Linked DNA regions of Mus musculus: region 2 is linked to region 1. Evidence: chromatin contacts called from public Hi-C data. All regions are on one chromosome and are shown on one strand. The core of a region is the stretch at or near the end of the contact, and the rest is flanking DNA. Distances in the headings are between cores, read along the strand shown.

The links. A called contact is a pair of places that touch in the nucleus more often than the background predicts.
Region 2: a Hi-C map of the P5424 cell line shows a contact between it and region 1, with 22 times the contacts expected there. The contact joins the promoter of Plaur here to the promoter of Inafm1 in region 1. A contact is called at or near these places in 1 of 39 promoter capture datasets (embryonic stem cells), 28 of 484 Hi-C or Micro-C datasets (the 63-12 cell line, 8-cell embryo, B cells and 14 more), 8 of 115 datasets of contacts at active chromatin or transcription factors (astrocytes, embryonic stem cells and epiblast stem cells) and 1 of 9 other capture datasets (embryonic stem cells).

Annotation. Positions count from the first base shown.
Region 1 is chr7:16,269,622-16,276,729 of GRCm38.p6, reverse strand. Inafm1 (InaF motif containing 1) reads left to right here and starts at 3,038. Exons shown (of 1, transcript NM_001136270.1): 1 at 3,038-4,717. The coding sequence starts at 3,440. The coding sequence ends at 3,832. It overlaps Ccdc9 (coiled-coil domain containing 9), which reads left to right. Exons shown (of 14, transcript NM_001382411.1): 9 at 1-3; 10 at 101-236; 11 at 435-528; 12 at 620-992; 13 at 1,355-1,474; 14 at 2,314-2,688. The coding sequence ends at 2,417.
Region 2 is chr7:24,459,188-24,466,417 of GRCm38.p6, reverse strand. Plaur (plasminogen activator, urokinase receptor) reads right to left here and starts at 3,935. Exons shown (of 7, transcript NM_011113.4): 1 at 3,851-3,935; 2 at 1,177-1,287. The coding sequence starts at 3,908.

The DNA.
Region 1 (7,108 bases), core at 1,789-4,288:
ATGGTGAGTGTTATCTTGGAAAGGGTTAGGCAGTGGGGTTTGAATGTGGCATGTGCTGTGTCCTTCTTCCCTAAATCCTTGGATCTGGGTTCTGTTGTAGATGACCAAGCTTGGGCAAGACCACCTAAGCCTCCCACTTTTGGAGAGTTCCTTTCTCAGCACAAAGCTGAAGTCAGCAGCCGCAGAAGGAGAAAGAACAGCCGACCTCAGGCCAAGGTGGCCCCTCGTGCCTATAGGTGGGGTGCCCCTCCCTTGGGACATTCCCCTCCTCAGCATGCTTGGGTGTGTGCAGTCTTGTCTGGCTTCAGTTTGAGGGTACAGTGCTCTGTCTTGGCTCTGTGTCTCCTGCCCCCTTTGCCCTCAGTGCAACATGCCAGATGTTCTCTGAAGAGAAGTACATCCCATCCCTCACCCCTTTGCTCTGTCCACTCCAGTGACCACGATAATCGCTGGGAGACAAGAGAGGAAGCTGTGTCCTCGGCCCCCGAGTCCTCTCAGTCCATATCCCTGGAGGAGACACCCACACAGGTAAGGCAGAGCAGGTATGAGGTAGGGCGTGTGCATGGGGCTTTGTGGGTGACAGGTCCCAAGCACTTCCTTGATCTGCCTGTGTTCCCAGCAGGCTTCTGAGACCCCAGCTCCAGCTCATCGGCCTCCCGAGGAAGATGGTGAGGAAGATGTGGGGGAAGAGGAGGAGGGAGAAGAAGAGGGGGAAGATGAGGAGGATGAAGAGTGGGAGGACGTGAGTGAAGATGTTACTGAGGAGGAGGAGGAAGAGGAAGAAGAGTTTGAAGAGGATGAAGAGGGTCCTAAGGACCAGGAAGCAGCAACTGTTCCTGATCACCAGCCTGAAGCTGAGCCTGCTGGGAAGCCCACCTGTGAGCAGGTGGACCCTGTGCCTGCCGGGTCCCAGGAGTTGCTGTCCCCAGTCCCTGTTGAACCTCCCATCCCCTTCTCACCCTCTGAGGACCACCAGCCTGTGTCTGACTGGGGTGAGGAGATGGAACTGAATTCTCCCGGCACTGCCCACTTACCTGGTACCCACTCTTCGGGTGAGGCCTGGCCTTTTGCGAATGCTTGAAACTGGCTGCTTGTGTGTGTGTTTGTGTGCACAAGGGTGTGGCTGTGCCCACACCTCCTTCAACCCCCGTGGCAGAGAAGGGCAGTTGGTGCCTGCTTCCTGCCCTTATCTCAGTTCCCAAAGCCTGCTCTTGCTGGTTCAGAGCCTCTCTCCAATAAAAAGTTCACTTCCTTAAATGACACCCACCCCACTGTGTCCTTGAACCCCCTTGCTCCCCTCATATGGAGAGACATTTGGAAAAGGAGGGGCTTGACTGAGCCTCCCCTTCTCCAGGAGGTGACCAGCCACCCCTTGCCTCCTTGGAGAGCGGGCCCAGCTTGGCAGGAACCCCGAAGTCTTCTGAAGAAGAGGGGCCTGAGGCATCTCCAGGTGGGATGCATGAAGCTGGTGGAGGTGGGTGGCCTGCTTGCCTTCCTTGGGGAGGGAAGGGCTTGGGGATAGAAAAGGAGTGGGTCCTGTGAGGGCTTAGAACAGGGCATGAGCTGAGTCAGGTGCTGTGCTGGGTTTGGCCTGGAGTCAAGCCTTTGGGGTGCAAAGGGTGGGCCCTAAGGCCCCAGCCAATAGAAATTGTGAATAACTTTGAACGCTGGGCAAGGAAGAAGTTGGGCTCAGGGAAGGAGCTAAAAGTGGGATTTGAAATCTGAATATTCCCAGAGGTAAGAGGGTGACGCGATAGGATTTTGAGCTTGAAACTGGATTTTGGTTAGAGATCCTGTAAAAGTAAAACATGGTTAATTAAAGGTAGGAACGACTTTAACTAATGAATGAGCCGGCTCTTAAGACTTATCTGAAGGCAGGGTTAGCGGTTTTGGGTCAGACCATAGTGGGATTTTAGATCCCACGTAGTAGAAGCAAGAGACTGATCTTGGTCACTTTAACGTGATCAGCCAGGTTACTGCTTGTGTTCATCTTTTAGTTCCCCTGCAGTAGAATAAGATGTGGAGCAGAGGCCAGGAAAGGCTGTCAAAGGAATAGTGAGAGTGGAAGCCAAGGACATCTTCGGAAAGGGGCCAGGCCAAACAGGATAGTTTGGGGTCCTGGGAGGAGTGGATGAGCTCATTACACTAGCACTTCCCAGTAGTCAACAGGGTTAGATTGGAGGGGCTCCTGCTTCAGGGGCCTCCTGAGGGTCGAGTAAGCTGGAGGCCAAGTTGTAGGTGGGTTTGACTGAGGTGCGGGATAGGGTGGGTCGGGCAGGCTGGTCCTCCATTTACCGCTTTTTGTCTCCTTAGAGGTGGGCCCCGAGGGCCAGGAGACGGCGGAGATCACAGACTTCCAGAGGGTGCGTTTCTGCAAGGTGGTGGCGGCTGCTCCGCCGCCGGGGGCTGCCCGCTGACAGCGCCAGCAGACCAGGGTGCCTCGCTCTGTACTAACCTTCAGCTCCTCTGCTTCTGCTACACTCCGTCCAGGCCAGGGTTAAACTTAGTGGGGGAGGAAGCAGGTTAGCAACGAGCCCGGCCCGAGGGGAGTCTTCTAAATTCGCTGAGGACCCAGTGGTGCCAGTCCGACCGCACTCGTCTGGTCGAACCCTCGGAGTCAGTCCCTGTGAGGCCTGGGTGTGCAGGAACCTGCAGCTAGGGATTGAATTAAACGCGTGCTACCGCCAACCTTTGAACTGTGCTGCTAGCTGATCAGGCTAGGCTGCTGTGCTTGGCTGGCGGAAGAGGCGGGACGAGAGTGCTCCTCTCATCCTCACACCTCTCTCCTCCCACCCCGCAGGCCGTCTCGCAGTCCTGAAGATGCTGCTGGGAGGGGCGGCAGCGCAGGTTTGCCTGGCTCCCAGGCTGGCTGCTCTCCTCCCTGCAGTCCACCCTGGATCCCTCGCCTCTAGGGAACAGAAGTTTACGCTGGTGCGGAGTTGCTGGGGAAGGGGCCAGCAGGGGTGATGGAGGGAACTGGGTCTCGGAACTCTCGTAGTAGTCCAGGGATGTGAGACTGGGAGGGCCGGGGCCGGGGCTCGGTGGGCGGGGCTAGCGTTCAGAAGCTCCGTAGGCCTCCGGCTTCAACAGAGTAGGAACCTTAGCTCCGGCGGGCAGAGGGATGCTAGTGTGCAGAGCTGCAGTCGGTCGAAGAAGGAAGGGGTTCGATTAGCGCGGAGAGGGCTGAGGTAGAAAACAGGAATAGGCGGTTGGAAATGTGACAGCTAGGGCGGGAGAAGAGCGAGTGGGCGTGGCCTTGAGGGGGTAGAGCTAAGAAATCTTGATAGTGGTGGGTCAGAGGCGGTAGGGGCGTGTCTAGGATGTAGCTGAGCTGGGGGGGGGGTGCTGTCTGACAAGGCGTGGTCCTGGAAGGGGCGTGGCTTGCTTGAGGCGGTCCTGGGGTGGGGGCGGGGTCGGTGCAGGCTGAGTGGGCAGCGCGATGCGGGGCTCGAGCTGCGTGGGCAGTGGTGGCGAGAGCCCGGGTGGTACGGGGCTGAGCGAGGGTCCCCGTGGCCGATGGCTGCGGCTCGCCCCTGTCTGCGCCTACTTCCTGTGTGTGTCCTTGGCCGCTGTGCTGCTTGCTGTGTACTACGGGCTCATCTGGGTTCCCACGCGGCCGCCTGCGGGCCCCGCCGACCCCCTGCCCAGCGCTGCGGCCGCTCCGTGTGCTCGAGCAGCACCGCCCGCCCCGCCTCCGGCCGCACCCGCATCCTGTTTGCTTGGGGCCTCCGGCGGGCCACGACCGCAGCCAGGACTGCCACGGAGTCGCCGCCACAGTCGCCGCCCAGCTCCGGGAGCGACGCGGGAGACCGCGCGCCGAGCGCCTGGATAGTCTGGCCCGCCCCCACCGTGGCCTGCGTCTGTCTATCTGCACCACCGGGCCTCGCCTGCGCGGCGCCGCCTCTCTCCTTGCCGCGGTCCTGATCCTGCCCGACCTTATTCCACCTTGCTCCTTCCCGGGACTCAGCGCTCATCGGCAATAAACTCCAGCCTCAGCTGGCTTACCTGGTCTGTGGTCGTTGGCCTCGGCCGCTGGTCCCTTCTAGCTCCGTGGCCGCGCGGCCTTAAAGGCTTTCCTCTCTCATTGCTCACATGTAATTTTTGGGTTGGAATGGGGAGAAGCGGCTTGCCAGTTTTCGGGGCCATTGAAGGTCAGATACTGTAAAGGCCTTACCAGTTTTCGGGGTGTCATCTCGTATAGCTTCGGAGACAGTGGTGCGTGCTGGAAACTGCAGTTGGTATAGTTTGCAATGGCAGGGGTAGAGGATGTCACCCGTAAGCTAGCTTGTCCTGGTTTGGGTGGTGACATTTGCTGCTTTGGAAGTGTGGAGCATATAGCTGAACCAAACCAAAACTGGTCTGCATTGCTGTTGGTGCCATGTTGAGACTGGTGTAGCTTCTGATAAAGAAGTCATGCGATTGAGTCCATTTTCCCTTACCCATGACTGTGGCTTGGCCGTAGGCAGGCCTGGGATATACTCTGCTGGCCAGCTGCAAGAAGGGGTTTCCTTTATGGCCTGCCTTCCCCCTAGGCTGGACAGCATCAGGAACCTGAGGCCTCTTGTCAGATGGGAGTGTTACCTGTCCTGCTGGTTCCCTTCTGTCCTACCAGCATCCCCCACGGGATGATGTACAGCAATGTACTTAAATCTCTCTGGTCTTGTAAAAGGAAGACAACACATTGTTGCTCAGAATTAAACTAGTGATCGAAACCTGAGAACAGCGTTGGTTTCTGCTCTGTCTCCACTTTGTCCTTCAGCCCTTTCAGAGAGTCACAGCCTGTATCCCTGGGCATAGCCTGTCAGCTCAAAGACTGCACACCACCAAGCAGTGAGTTGGGGGGAGGGGTCCTCTTGCCTGTCCTTTTTGGCCTCCCTTCTGCTTCCTGGTTTTTCCTCCAGCCCCTTGGCCCCTCAACCTTTTTTGTGTCCCTCTGCTACCTTCTCTTTGCTTTTCTCTTTCTCTGTTTTTAGAGTGTCTCCATATTGTCACCGTGCTCCTGTGTCTACTGGCTCACACCGTCTCTCTAGTGCTTTCCCACTGAGTCACCCCCTCCCACTTTGTGGCAAGGGATTTGGGTTCTCAGCAGACCTCCTTCCTCTGTCTTCTAAGGGTTGGGATTGCAGATGTGTACCTCTATGCAAAGTCCAGCTTGTGGGCTTTGAATTCTGACTAGCTCTGACCACTTTAACCATTTTGGGGGTGACAGGGGTATGGAATAATTTTACCTCTCACATGATGACAAATCAGTTCATACCAAGCTATTTATATTTTTTATTTATTCCCTCCCAGTGTGACTGTTACACACATTTTGCTGCAAAAAGACATTACCATGTCCAACAGGGGAAGTGGACAGTGCCTGCCTCAGGCCCCTGGGAGTTTGCATAATAGGTACAGAATGGCCTTTCTAAAATTGGATCAGCCTTGAGTTCCGAAATGCATCTGTCCCTGAAGACCTCAGCTAAGGGACTATGGACCTGCAATTTGGCACACTGTCAAGCCTGATTTATCTTAATTACTAGTTCAACATTTAATTAATGGCTTTGTTAAAAAACTAATTTTCATCACCTTTATATATCTATATATCTCCTATAATCCAAGCTGCCTTGAACTTGCTGTGTAGCAGAGGATGACATTTGTGCTATGCTGATTTTTTTCCTGGGGAGACAGGAGCAAATGCCTCCTCACCCAGACAGGGCACTGCCAAGTGAATTTATTTGGGGGGTGGGCATTAATTATAGGAGGGTGTGGGTGACTCAAAGGCAGCTACACCACCACAACGCTGGATCTGCCAGATGACTGACAGTTCATACAGCCGAGACCTTGGTGTAACCTGAATGATCTACAAGCAACCGCACAGCCAGGCAGATCAGAGGCTCTGGCTCATGCTGCCACTTCAGTCATTCACATTTTCTAGAGGGTCTCATGCCTTGGAGATCACACCCTGGGCCTCCTCGGCAAGGCCATTAGAATCCTATACCATGCCGCAGTCTTGTGGAATCAACCTCCTGCTGTTATTAGTCATGTGTGCACATGGGGAGGTTAGAGAATAACTTCTTGGAGTTGGTTTTCTTTTTCCACTATGGTACCTGGGCATTGAACTCTGGAGTTTTCTGGTTTGTGCCACAGACATCTTTATTCACTGCGCCATATAGGCGGTCCTCTTGGATCTGTATAAATGACATTACGGCATGACCACCCCGTGGTATAGCTGAAGGGAAGGTTTTTATTGTAGATGAGAGAGAGGGGGGAGAGAGAGAGAGATCATCCAGAGGCTTCTGGAAGAGTCTAGAACAGAGAGAGAAGGCAGTAGACTGGACATGGACATGGCCATGGTGGGGTAGAGGGACCCAGAAGGAGCAAGACAAAGGACTAAGACAGGAAGACTAGAGAGCAGACACACAGTGGGAACGGCAGGGTTATGGGGAGAATGAGCAGCTGGAGGAAGGGAGCCAGGAGCTGGGGGAGTCATGGTAGGGGAGGAGCTGAGGAGAGCTGAGAAGGGCCAGGATGCTGACACAGACTCTGAAATGTGTACCGGGCACTTGTGATAGATACTGAGGGAGTCTGAGGTCAGCATGGGTAGGCTAATAAGCATCACAGAGAGCCACGTGTCCCTTCTGCAGGTGGTAAGGTGATAAGGAGAACGTCTCCTTTTGGTAGAGGAATTTCTGAGGAAAGCTGGCTTTGATCTAACCACCATGGGAACTTGGGGAAGTTGAGTTTCCTTTGGACCTGGCAGGATCATCTCCCTTAACTTTCATAGAGCATGGTTCTGCTGGCCCGGTGAACTGAGCTTCAGATAGTGCCCTCATGCTGTGTTCCCTCAGGAATACCTGTCTTTCCGCTTTCCCTAGTGTCCCTGAGAAGCCAGCCTGTGGGGACTGCTTTCCCTCAGATTGTCTCAGCTTATGCACCTTTCCTCCTGAGGAGGGACAGGCAGCTCCGCTGCTCAGTTCTGCCACCATGGCAGCCAGGCGGTTGCCATAAGTCCCCACGTCTCTAAGTCTTAGAAGCCAGGTGACAGATCTGCAGCTCCTTCTGCAGATCTGACAGTTCCTTGCTTGTCACTGTCCCCTTGTGCTGCCCGTGGTGTGTTGAATCCTGG
Region 2 (7,230 bases), core at 2,686-5,185, 8.2 Mb before region 1:
ATTAATTAATTAGACTTTTTTGGGATAGGATCTTGCTACATAGCCTGGTCCGGTCGGGATCCTGCCTCAATCTCCCTAGTAATAGAGTTCCAGGTGTGTACCAATGTGTCCAGCTTTTATTTTAACTTTATTTATTTTGTGTGTGTATGTTTATGTATGTGTATATGTGCATGTGTGTACATATTTGTGTCTGTGTGTGCACGTGTGTGCTTGTGTGCTCTTGTGGAGGTCAGAGGACATTTTCAAAGTCAGTGTTCTCCTTCCAGGAGGTCAAACTCAGGTTATGGGGCTTGGTGGCAAGTGCATTAGCCTGCTCAGCGGTTTCTCTAGCCCTGTTTGCTTTTCTTGTTTTTGTTTGTTTGTTTGTTTATCTGTTTGTTTGGTTTTGGTTTTTTCATGACTAGGTCTCTCTGTATAGCCCTGGCTGTCCTGGAACTCACTTTGTAGATCAGGCTGGCCTTGAACTCAGACATCCCAGTTCAGGCGTGGTGGTGACATCTATGATCTCTACCTTAGGAGTTTCAGGCAGGAGGACCACATGTTCAAGGTCATCACTGGCTACAGTACAGGTTTAAGGCTAGCTTGAGCTATGTGAGACCCTGTCTTACAACAAAACAAAATAAAAACTCAAGACCAAGCAACAACCACCAAACTAAACACCACCCCACCACCGCCAATCCCAAAAACAAAGCAAAAAATATTTATCTGAGTTGCACACAGCCAATTTATCCCCATCGCCAGGGTTGCACCAACACTGTAAACAATTCTCTTGGGTTTATTACTTTGTGTGCACGAGAGTTTTGCCTGCATGTACATCTATGTACCACACCCATGCTTGCTGCCCGAGGAGCAGGTGAGCCACCAGGTGGATGCTGTGAATGAATCTCGGTCCTTTACAAGATCAACAGGTGTTTAGTTATGCATCTGTGGGTGTGTGAGAGCCTTGGCTCTCCTTCCGGAGCTGGGGGTCATGGGTGGTTGTGAGTCACCCCATCTGGCTGGCTACCTGAACTGAACTCCAGGCCTCTGGAAGAGAAGAGCGGCTGGTCTTAAATGCCGGGCTGCCTCTCCACCCTTGTTAGACGTTTAAACTTTTGTATATCTTTACAATCTGGAGAGAGATGGTTTCCTGGCCTATTGTTTGCTATCGGTTGTTGGGGGGGTGGTCAGCCTCACCTTGCCATTCCCGAAGCACGGTAGTCCTGCAGAGGTCCTGGCCCAGAGCACACTCCTCTACCAGGCAGCTCTGGTTACTCTCACACTGCATGCACTGCAGGCCCTGGGAGGCTGGGCGAGAGGAGAGGAGAGGAGAGGAGAGGAGTCAGAGGTGATGGCCAGGGTCTGCCTCCCACCCCACCATGGTGTGAAACTGATCTAGGCCTGTTCCCCTTGGATGCATGCATTGTGCCCTGATTGCCCATGGTCCACTCCCTCTCTCTAAGATCTATATAGTCCAAGCTGACCTCAAACTCACAGCAATCCTCCTGCCTCATCCTCCTGTGTGTGAGGATTACAGACAGGCATCACCTGCCATTCATTCTAACTCTGCACTTTTGCCCCCTTCCTTCCTTTTTTTCCAAGACAAGGTTTCTCTGTGTTACCCTGACTTTCCTGAAACTTGCTCTGTAGACCAGGATGGAGGCCTTGAACTCACAGAAATCCACCCACTTCTGTCTCCCTAATGCTTGAATCAAAGGCATGCGACCCCCCCCCCCCCGCCCCATCTCCCAACCTCTAACTCTTCTTCTTTCTAGTTCTTTTTGTCTTTTTTTTTTTCCAGAGCTGAGGACCAAACCCAGGGCCTTGCGCTTGCTAGGCAAACCCTCTACCACTGAGCTAAATCCCCAACACCTTCTTTCTAGTTCTTGAAAGGACTTTCTACCCTGGGTCCCATTTAGGTCCTGTGTCCTCTCTACTTGGTCAGCTCTGGACATTGGATCTTTATCCCTTGTCCACCCATTCCATCCTCTTCCTTAGCTACTCCTCAGGATTCTCTCCAAGACATGAATCTTTCCTCCTGAAGCTCTAACCCTGCCCAGTAGCCCTCCAAGATAATCAACTGAGCTTACCTCCAAAAACATTCTCTCCCCCTTCCCCGACACTCTCCTAGGTTCTAGTCCCAGCCCGTAGCTCCTGCCTGTCTCAGAGTCTCCAGTTCTGCCCAATATTCTAGCCCTGCCCCTGGCTTCCTTAACCATGCTTAATGCTTCCTTCTAGACGCTAGTTCCCATACTCTGGCTCCTTCCCTAAATTCTCTTCCTACCTTTATATTATTTTATTAAATATTTCTGAAATGTTTTCACTATTTATGGCTGGTCACTATTTATGTAAACCAGGCTGGCCTTAAAGTCAGAAATCCACCTGCCTTGGAATTAAGGCTATTTTCCCATCACACTCTACTCTGTTCTTGGTAGACTAGCCCTGCCGGGGCTTAACAGCACACAGCCCAGCTGTTCTCACCCTCAGGAGGGGTCATATATCCGATATTCTGCCCATCAGATATTTACATGAAGATTTCTAACAGTTGCAAAATTACAGTTATGAAGTAGCAACAAAAATAATTTTATGGTCGGAGGTCACCAAACTGTGAGGAGTTGTATTAAAGGATCATAGCATTCGGAAGGTTGAGAACCACTTTCAAAGACCCACCTCAGCCCCCAAACGTTTGTCCCACCCCAGGACCGAAGTCCCTCCTGCAGGTCTTCACCTAGGCCACGTCTCGCCAATGTTATAGCCCCCCGCCTCAGACTGCCCAGTTTTTTTTTTCGTTTTTTTTTTAAAGATTTATTTATTATTATGTGTAAGTACACTGTAGCTGTCTTCAGATGCACCAGAAGAGGGCGTCAGATCTCATTATAGATGGTTGTGACCCACCATGTGGTTGCTGGGATTTGAACTAAGGACCTTCGGAAAAGCAGTCCGTGCTCTTAACCACTGAGCCATCTCTCCAGCCCCCGACTGCCCAGTTTCTAATCAGAACTTTTGCACCAGCCTAGCCTTAGTCTGGCCCCCATTTCCCAGACAAGTTCCAGGAACAGAAAGGCTAAGTAACTGTCCTGAACCACACAGCCAGTTTTGACCCCAGGTGGCAGCCCCACTCCAGGGTCCCCTCCTCCCGGGGTTGGATTTCACAGTAAGAACTGTCCTGTCTGAGCCCCGAGATCCGGTCTGCAATTTAGAGCCGGTCCCTTTGTGCCAGATATCCTTTCTTCAACAAGAGCCCCTCCCCTTTGCACCCCCACCCCTCCCCCCTCTAGCTCCCAGACCACCCAGGCCCCGCCAGAGATCTTTTCCCACCCCATTAATCATCTCCGGTCTCCCGCGGACTAGAGAGGGCTTTCCGAGTTATTCACCGTGCCAAACCCTGACTCAATTCCTTCCCCATTTCCCTCTACTTTCTCAACACCATTTCCCCCGCATTTCCTGGAGGAAGAAGGCTGAGGACATAACATAGTAAAAGACAAGTGTATTCGAGGGACAGGCCCTGGGCTCCCGCTGAACTCTGTGGACCTTTGAGATGTAGACCCCTGAGCCCCTGTCTTGTCCCAAAGTGGGATCCCCACACAGACCAAAACACTGTGGGGAGTGGCTGTGAGGTCACATGTCCAGTTATCATTCAACCCCTAGCTGTGAGGCTTTGGACCAGCTTCTTAACCTCTCTGTTCCTCCGCGTCCTCCAGTGTGCCAGGCACTGTGCACCAGGGATCAGCGTTTACTAAATGAATGCCTGCGGGAGTCTGACTGTGCCACGTGGAGCCTGAGAACACACCCGGAGAATAGCTGGATAGAAGGGTGGAGCGCTGGGCCATCCTCCTCTAGCTCACGCCCGGTGCCACCACGCAGCTCTTACCTGGGACACAGGTAGTCGCCAGCAACAGCAGCAGCAGCAGCCGCCTTGGGAGTCCCATGGGTTCTTCCTTCACCTCTGCTCTAGACTGACCGAGGGGAAGAAGACAGTTTTGTGACCCTAGGGCTCCTCCCACTGTTTGCTAAAGAGTGAGTCAGCTCCAGGGGTTGCCTCGCCTCCCCCCGCCCCGCCCCCGCCCCCCCCCCCCAGCCCTTCCTCTTCCATAGTTCAAGAAACTCTGCCCCTTCCATACATAGTAAGATGCAGTCTCAAAAAAGGAGGGAGGGAAAGAGGGAGGGAGGAACGGAGGGAGAGAGGGAGGGAGAAGGAGGGATGAGGGAGAGAGAGAGAGAGAGAGAGAGAGAGAGAGACTATGATGGAGAAAGGAAGACAACCAAATAGCAAGGGTTAGAATCCTCTCTAGCCTTGGCTATTTCTTACCAATCAGAGTTTATGTTTTCAAAGTTTGTTTTATTTGAGTTTCTCCAGAGAGAGTCTTGCTATGAAGACCAGCCTTGAACTCAGGAACCTCCTGCCTCAGTCTCCCCCGAGTCTGGATCATGGGCACGCTACCATCCTTGGCCGAGGCGGTACAATTCCATGTAGGGAAATCATGTGGAACACTAACTTGCCAAACTAGAGGGCAAAATTCCTTCAGCTCCTGACCAAGGACCTCCTGGGTACTGGGCACTGTTCCAGGAACTGGAACACAGCAGGAAACACAAGGACGCCACCCTCTGCCATTACGATGGGGAGGATACATTAGTTATCTAATCTCTCCCATCAGTCGGAAACCAGGGGAAAAACAAGTTGAAAGAGGAACAAACTGTAGGGAGAGAGGTAAATGGCTTAATTGCTTTGGGAGGGTGATGCGGAGGGCAGCCAGGAAAGGTGTGCAAGAAGTCTAGTGGATTCCTACAGAAAGCCTTTGAGGGAGAGGAAAGAGTCATCGCAAAAGCCCTGAGGGCAAAGAATCACTCAGAGCGGCTCAGTGTGGCTGATGAGTGGGAACCAGAGAGAGCAGAGAGCAATGAGTAGCACCCGTACAGTAGTGATGTCACTGCTGTGAGTACCGAGTCACTGAAGCCTGAGCTGGGAAACACGGAACCCAAGGTCTCCTGCAGGATTGACAAGGAGTCTACCACTGAGCCACGCCCCCAGCCCCTCACTGGGGGAGGCTAGGCAGAGGCTCTACCACTGTGCCACGCCCCCAGCCCCTCCCTGGGGGATTCTAGGCAGGGGCTCTACCACTGAGCCACGCCCCCAGCCCCTCACTGGGGGATTCTAGGCAGGGGCTCTACCACTGAGCCATGCCCCCAGCCCCTCATTGGGGGATTCTAGGCAGGGGCTCTACCACTGAGCCACGCCTCCAGCCCCTCACTGGGGGAGGCTAGGCAGAGGCTCTACCACTGAGCCACACCCCAACCCCTCACTGGGGGAGGCTAGGCAGGGGCTCCACCACTGAGCCACACACCCAGCTTGGCTTGATTTAATGTCAAGATAAGGTAAAAGGTGAAAAATAAAAATAAAAATGCCCAAATAAAGTTTTCCTCTAAGAGGTCCTAACTGAGAGAGTAGGGGGCTGGCCCCAGACTGTGAGGGCTGTGTGACTTACTGATCATTAGCAGGTGTCTTTCTTAGCCTCTCTGTGCTGCAAGCTCATCTGGAAGGTTGAGACAGCAAAGGTCTGAGAGGAGCCCTGAGAGAAGTGAGAGAGATCCTGTTTCATATGGAGGAGGAAAACAAACTGTGATTGCTTTAGGGCCTCAGGCGTAGTATATGCTCAATAAGAAGGTGGTTGTCTTGAACATATTCATTCCTAACTCTAGAATCTGTCAATTGAAAAGCTTTTGCTGGGGGCTGGAGAGATGGCTCAGCATTTAAGAGCACTGACTGCTCTTCCAAAGGTCCTGAGTTCAAATCCCAGCAACCACATGGTGGCTTATACCAATCTGATGCCCTCTTCTGGGGTGTCTGAGGACAGCTACAGTGTACTTACATATAATAATAAATAAATTTAAAAACATTCTACAAAGTTGATTGACTAAGCGTAGAGTTGGAATGTTACAGGTCCAGAGCCAAATTTATGGTAGGCTACCTATGTTTTTTTAAAATAGGTATGTATTGCTTTTCTCGGTGTTGGCTCTAACATTCGGGCAGCTGCTGGATAGTTTGGGGGTGTGCAAACACATCCCCAGCTTCTACCAATCTAAAGGCTACGAACATCATCAGAGAGCATCTGAGGTCTATAGTAGAATTTTCCCAGTTTGTTCTAAGCCTCAGCTTTGAAAGTTGCTGTGAGATTCAGCCTACTTCATGCTGTCGCTCTGAGAAGTTCATGTAACCGTGGGTGCTTAGGGGATCACGAATCTGTGTCCCCTGGCCATGGTCACTCACGTTTGGCTCCAGAATGCACTCATCCTCTGGGGAGAGGTGTGCTTTATGGCAGCTGGCCCAACCTCTCTCCCAACCCTTCCCCCTACCCTCCTGCCAGAGCTCTTGCTATGTGACAGGGAAGCTGGCCCCAGCCTGGGAGTCTGAGGTCAGTGTTTGTCATGCTGATGGTGGCCAGGATGGGCCACTCCCTGGTTGTGTCACCATAAGCCAACACAGTTCTCTGTTTCTTTACTTGGAAGACTGAACATTGGTTGGGGCTGGGTTGGGGCAGTGTTTGCCTAGCATACAGAGCTTGGGATCCAGTTGCCACCATACCTGTCCACCAGAGTTCTGGAAGCTGAGACAGGGGCATTAGGCGTGCTGGCATTACTGGCATATGCCACCTCTATCTGCCTCTGCATAACTATCTCTCTTTCTGCGTCCCCTCCTCAGTTGTCTGTTTGTCTGTCCATATCTTCTTCCTTCCCTGTGGGTTTGTACCACTCTGACTTCTGGGAGGTTCCAGTCAGGAGTAGAAGGAAGGGAGAGAAAAGTGCCAAGTCACTGATCCCCTGTGTAGAAAAATTGCAGGAATGTCCACTCCTTCCTTCTGGTGACTCACCTGGCCTCACCCTGCTGCTGGGTTGTGGGCGAGGTCCAGCGCGTGGGGGCTTCCCCAGCCTGAGGAAGGAAAAAAGACTATATAGGGATAAAGGTGAGAGTGGGGGGCAGAGGAGATGGAGAGGAAGAGAGGGAGGAGGAAAGAGACAGGGGAAGGGAGAGGGAGGGGAGAGAGAGAGAGAGGGAGAGGGAGGAAGAGGGAGAGGGAGAGAGAGAGGGAGAGAGAGAGCAGAGTCAGGAGTGAAGGGAGCCAAGGGTTAGAGGGAGAGATGACCTGGGAAGGAGAAACAATAGATGAGAGAAGAGTCTGAGCGGGCTGGGGTGCCGCTCAGTTGTAGAGCACTTGCACGTGAAATGGGCCAAATCAAACCAGATTAGATTAAATT